Linked DNA regions of Mus musculus: region 1 is linked to region 2. Evidence: chromatin contacts called from public Hi-C data. All regions are on one chromosome and are shown on one strand. The core of a region is the stretch at or near the end of the contact, and the rest is flanking DNA. Distances in the headings are between cores, read along the strand shown.

Region 1 (2,700 bases), core at 152-2,651, 72 kb before region 2:
CTGTTTTGGCCAAAAACTTAATTAGATGTAACTCAATCTCAATACTGGAAGTTTCATTTGGTGACAAGAGATGGCCAGGGCCATGTCTCCTCATTATTTGGCAGTTTCATGTAGATCAACTTCATGTACACACATACACACACACACACACACACACACACACACACACTCATGGAAGTGTATATATACACATATATATGTATATATGTGTGTGTGTGTATGTATATATATGTATGTACATATGTATGTATGTATGTATGTATATAAGCTTCTACTGTATTAGCTGTTTTATATTACTCTCAAAAGGCCCTTAATTTTAACCACCCCTCCCTGTGTTCCTTCCCTTACTCCTCCTCTTCCTTCCCGCTTCCCACTTGATTCTCCCATTTCAGCCCCCCATTCATCCATAACTACCTATTCTATTTCTCTTTCCTAATGATATCTATCATTAACACTGCCCCCTCCCTCATGCCTAGCCCCTTACTCTATACCTATCCTCTGTGGTTATATGGATTGTGGTTTGATTCTCAGTGACTTAACAGCTAATATCCACGTATTTGCCTTTCTGGGACTGCAATACCATCGTGCTGGGCATGGTAGATGCTATTCCTAACCCCAGCTCTGTGGAGGTGGAGGCAGAAGAATCAGGAGTTCAAGGTCATTCTCTACTACATAGTGAGGTCCAGGCAAGGCTGGGATGCTTGAGACCCTGACTCAAACATTCAAAACATTCATATGTGTGTGTGCATACGTTTATATGTAATCAAACAAAATGCAGCACTGTATAAAATGAACAGTATGCCATGGTCCAAGGCTGGTTCATCATGTGAACACCAATGTCAAAACTATAGTGACAGGAGACAAATTCTTGGTAGGACAAGAAGGACAAGAGGAAGGAGGAAGACTTGAGGTGGTAGAACTGCTCTATTCTTTGACTGGGCAGTAGTTATTAGATTGAAATTACATAAATATTTAGACCTATATGTTCTCCCAAAGTAAATTTTTACTGAGTGTGAGTTATGCATAGATTTAAAAAAAAATGTAGTGGGACCATAGACAAAACAAATATAACAGATGGTCCCTGCTGAAGCAGAGTGACAAGTAGGTCAAGTATGGAAGATTCCAAACCAAAAAATCAAACCCTCACCATAGATAGAGCACACCCCTTGACCTCACCACCCCTCTTTGTCAGTGAAGAAAGATTCGGCTAGACACAGCTACCCTCACGATTTTGCTCTAATGCTCTCTGTAGTCATTTCAAGTTTGTTGCTGAGCTCATCAATGACCTCCTGACCTTCATGTAGCCAAAGCGAAAAGCCATCCCTTTTCTTGCATCCCTGCATCCGCCCCACCTCTCAGCATCATTTGTTAGTTTCTCTTCTCGGTTTCGGTGGCAGGCGTTGCCCATGCTCACTCCTCAGTGTGGTTTTTCTCTCTTCACACCTTTGTAGTTTCACTTTGCCTCCTCTGTACTAATCCTCCAAACATGATGTGCCGAAAGGCTAGATCCTTGACTCATGACAGTTGTGTGTGTGTGTCAGTTTGACACAGTCAAGGGACCTCCGTCAGATTGTCCTACAGGCAGCCCTACATGGCATTTTCTTGATTGATGGTTGATACGGGAGGCTCCAGGCCACGTGGGTGGGACACTGCTACCCTGGCTGGCATAGGTAGCGAGAGTGAGCCTGAGAGCAAGACAGCAAGCAGTATCCCTCCATGGTCTCTGATTTACGTTCCTGCTTCAGTTCCTGCTCTGACTTCCCTCTGTGATGTATTGTGAGATGTAAGATGAAATAAACCATTTCCTCCCCAAGTTGCCTCCCATATTGGTGTTTATCGCAGCAGTGGAAAGCCAGGCAGAACAACCCCTATTCTCTTTCACTCACACTCTGTGCCAGTGGCTAGAGACTCTGGCTTTAAAGACCGTTCATTGGCTTGTGATTGACACATTATCACCTGTAGCCTTGACGGTATGCAGAAGTTTCAGACTCGCACATCTGGCATCCCACTTGACACCTCTATTTGGAAGTCTAGCCAGTATCTATCTCAAAGACAATGTGCCTACAATATTAAAATAGGCCTCTCTGTACACCTTTGCCCAATCCACACATCCCAGGAAATGGCTCCACCCCCCAGCCTCTGGAGTTTAAAGCTCACAATCATACCTGAGTCCTCCCTGCCCCCATCCCAGTAACAGCTATACACTTCTGAAGCATAACAAATGCCTTTCATTTTCATTTCTGTTGACGACAAGACACCATATTCTTAGCTTACCTGCTTGCTTTCCTTATTTCTTTCTTTCTTTTATTTTATTTTATTATTTTCTTTATTTACATTTCAAATGCTATCCCAAAAGTTCCCTATACCCTTCCCCCCGCCTTGCTCCCCTACCCATCCACTCCCACTTCTTGGCCCTGGCGTTCCCCTGTACTGAGGCATATAAAGTTTGCAAGACCTAAGGGCCTCTCTTCCCAATGATGGCCAACTAGGCCATCTTCTGCTACATATGCAGCTAGAGACACGAGCTCTGGGGATACTGGTTAGTTCATATTGTTGTTCCACCTATACGGTTGCAGACCCCTTCAGCTCCTTGGGTACTTTCTCTAGCTTCTCCATTGGGGGCCTGTGTTCCATCCTATAAATGACTGTGAGCATCCACTTATTTGCCAGGCACTGACATAGCCTCATACGAGACAGCTA
Region 2 (2,725 bases), core at 74-2,573:
TTATGCTATCTGAGCTTCCAAAGGATTCTAGGATCTAAGCAAGCAGGGCTCAACCCAGAGGCACTGAGGAGGAGGGCCACTCCCCTGATGAGAACCAGAGTTGTCAGAACTGAGTGCAGAGATCAGATTTTCCCAGCCCTTTCTCTTTATCTGGAGCACAGTACCCCGTCCACCCCCACCCCAACCCCACCCTGAGCACACACACACCTTCACTTGGGATCAGAGCCCAACCATTACTGAATTCCTTGGTCTTCAGGCTGGCCCCATCTGACCCAGTGTCCCCTGGACTGGAACTTATAGAAGACTCCTGTTTGGTGGACGTGGCTAGGCATACCTGCATTTGGACTTCATCAAAGCATTCTGAACTAGAACTTAGGATCGGTAGGCACAAGGGACAGGATTCTGTCACAGGGTCCTGTGTTTTATATATGTATGCATTGAGACAACAACAGTTTTCACTCAGGCAGACTCGGTTTAAAATTCAAGTGCTTGGAACAAGCGCTAGTTGTTATTGAGTGAATGAGGTAATCTTCATAGAGAGTTCGGCACAGCACTTACTGTTTATGTAGTACGTACTAATACTTATAATACTAATAATTATAACTCTGCTTGGGGCATACGTTCCCAGAGTAGCTTGCTCAATTACCCTCAGAGATGTTCTCCTCTGGAACAAGGTTCTTAGGATCCAGTTGGGGGAAATTTTTGCTCCTAGAGAGAGAGAGAAATGGCTCATTGCTGAAGAATGCTTGCTATTCTTCCGGGGAATCCCATTTTTCCGAGAGATTCTAATTTAGTTCCCAGCACTCGTGCCTTGCTGCTCAAAACCTCCTGTATCTTCAGTTCCAGAAACGCTAGCAACCTCTTTTGCTATCCATGGTCACGCACACACATGTGATGTACATACACACAAAAACATACATTTTAAAAATCGCTTCTAGGAAATTCCCTACTTCTGAATCGGGATTTTCCTTTGAACATCTGGTCCCGACAGGGAAGTGATTTGGATGCTGGTGACCTGGATGGAGCTCGTAGAATGAACCCACTGATCCAGGGTGCCGGAAGTCAAGCTTTTTTCTCAAATCCCTATAGTCAATTTCCCAGAAGGCTCCACGGTGTTATCTCCCCAGCAAAACGATGAAGCCTCTGGAAGGGGCTGGAAGTGCAGTGGAAAGTCCAAGTGGCCCAAAACATCGAATCAGACACCAGAAACCCGAAGTTATGGAAGACAAAAAAGAAACAAAAACAAAGCCAGCCTCATTAGTAGCGCTGGCTGTCGCTACCCTGTCAATAAAGGGCCTTTGAAAGTCTGTGCTTGTACTGCCATCTAGTGGCTAGAGAAGGCATGGCTGGAGCCGGTAAGGTCCCGGGCCGTGCTATGTGAAGGTGGTTCATCTTCCTCTTGAAGAATTTATGGATAGGCATATTGTCGGAAGCTTTTAATGATTATTCTCTAATTTTGCTTCATAGTGTCTGCAAATCACTGACAAATTTGTATGAGAATCATAGAACAGGGGCAGTTTACGCATCCGGCGGTCCAGTTGGGGTCTAGTTGGCAGAGTGTCTTTGGGGAAGGGAAAAAGCCCCGTTTCTCTTGGAGCACGGGAATCCGCAGAAGCAACGGCGTTGCCTCAGTAGCTCCGTGCTGGCCTAGCGTGAAGGAGGCCACTCACTATCTCCAGGTAACATCTTTGTGTCCTCAGCCCTCTGGTCTCTGACTTACTTGTAAATGCATGTCCCTTGCTTCCCTTTTAACTCCTGCTATCACGTTTAAAAATCCCTCATTTGAGTCCTGAGGGCTAGCAGAAAGAATGGAAACAGGCAACCTCAGGAAATAGGAGGTTAGGGGGACCCCCCAGAATATACCAGAGACCTGGGAAGTGAGAGACTCCCAGCACTCAAAGGGAGGGACCTTAGATGAAATGCCTGACAGTAGGGAGAGGAAACTTATAGAGCCCCCCCTCCAGCAGGAAGACAGGACATCAAGTGAAAGATGGGGTTGCCATTCCACAGTCACATCTCTGACCCATAATTGTTCCTGTCTGAAAGAATTACAGGGATGGAAATGGAGAGGAGCCTGAGGAAAAGAAGGTCCAGTGACAGGCCCAAAGTGGGATCCAGCTCAAGGGGAGATCCCAAGGCCTGACACTATTACTGAGGCTGTGGAGCGCTCATAAAAAGGGACCTATCATGACTGCCCTCTGAAAGACCCAGCAAGCAGCTGAAAGAGTCAGATGCAGATATTTGCACCCAACCAATGGGTTGCTGCTGACCCCTGTTGTTGAATTAGGGAAGGCTGAAAGAAGCGTAGGAGAATGGTGATCCTGTAAGAAGACTAGCAGTCTCAATTAATCTGGACCCCTGAGATCTCTCAGATACTGAACCACCAGCCAGGCAGCATACACCTACTAATATGAGGCCCTCAACACACATACAGCAGAGGACTTCCGGGTCTGTGTTCATTCAGAGATGATGCACCTAACCATCAAGAGACTGTAGTTTAGACGTCAGGTGGGGTGGGGGATGGGGACATTCATGTGGAGACATGGGAGTGGGGAGGAGGTGTGGGATATGAAACAGTCGGAGGGGGGATGAAGGGTGAATAAAACATGGACTGTAAAAAAAATGAATTAAAGAAAAAAATCCTTCACTTGATTTCAGGGAAATATTCCTTATCTGCGGAGGCTCTCTGGATTTTAGATGCGGGCTCGTTCTCTTGAATCACTGG

What was found. Hi-C and Micro-C count contacts between places; a contact is called where the count stands out from the background.
Region 1: a contact with region 2 is called in a Hi-C map of natural killer cells, with 5 times the contacts expected there. The contact joins two enhancer-like sites. A contact is called at or near these places in 1 of 15 datasets of contacts at CTCF or cohesin (CD8 T cells), 10 of 484 Hi-C or Micro-C datasets (B cells, CD4 T cells, CD8 T cells and 6 more) and 4 of 115 datasets of contacts at active chromatin or transcription factors (the 230-238 cell line, CD8 T cells, effector CD8 T cells and 1 more).

The regions. Positions count from the first base shown.
Region 1 is chr4:32,125,747-32,128,446 of GRCm38.p6, reverse strand. No RefSeq gene overlaps it. Among named protein-coding and RNA genes, the nearest start is that of Gm52717, 34 kb to the left of the region's middle. Within about 2 kb of position 1,401, at least 22 of the 459 cell types and tissues checked have an H3K27ac peak or open chromatin away from gene starts, as enhancers often do. A contact at or near this core is called in CD8 T cells, Th1 cells, natural killer cells and 1 more, where this site is marked.
Region 2 is chr4:32,053,914-32,056,638 of GRCm38.p6, reverse strand. No RefSeq gene overlaps it. Among named protein-coding and RNA genes, the nearest start is that of Map3k7, 91 kb to the right of the region's middle. Within about 2 kb of position 1,323, at least 122 of the 459 cell types and tissues checked have an H3K27ac peak or open chromatin away from gene starts, as enhancers often do. A contact at or near this core is called in CD8 T cells, Th1 cells, natural killer cells and 1 more, where this site is marked.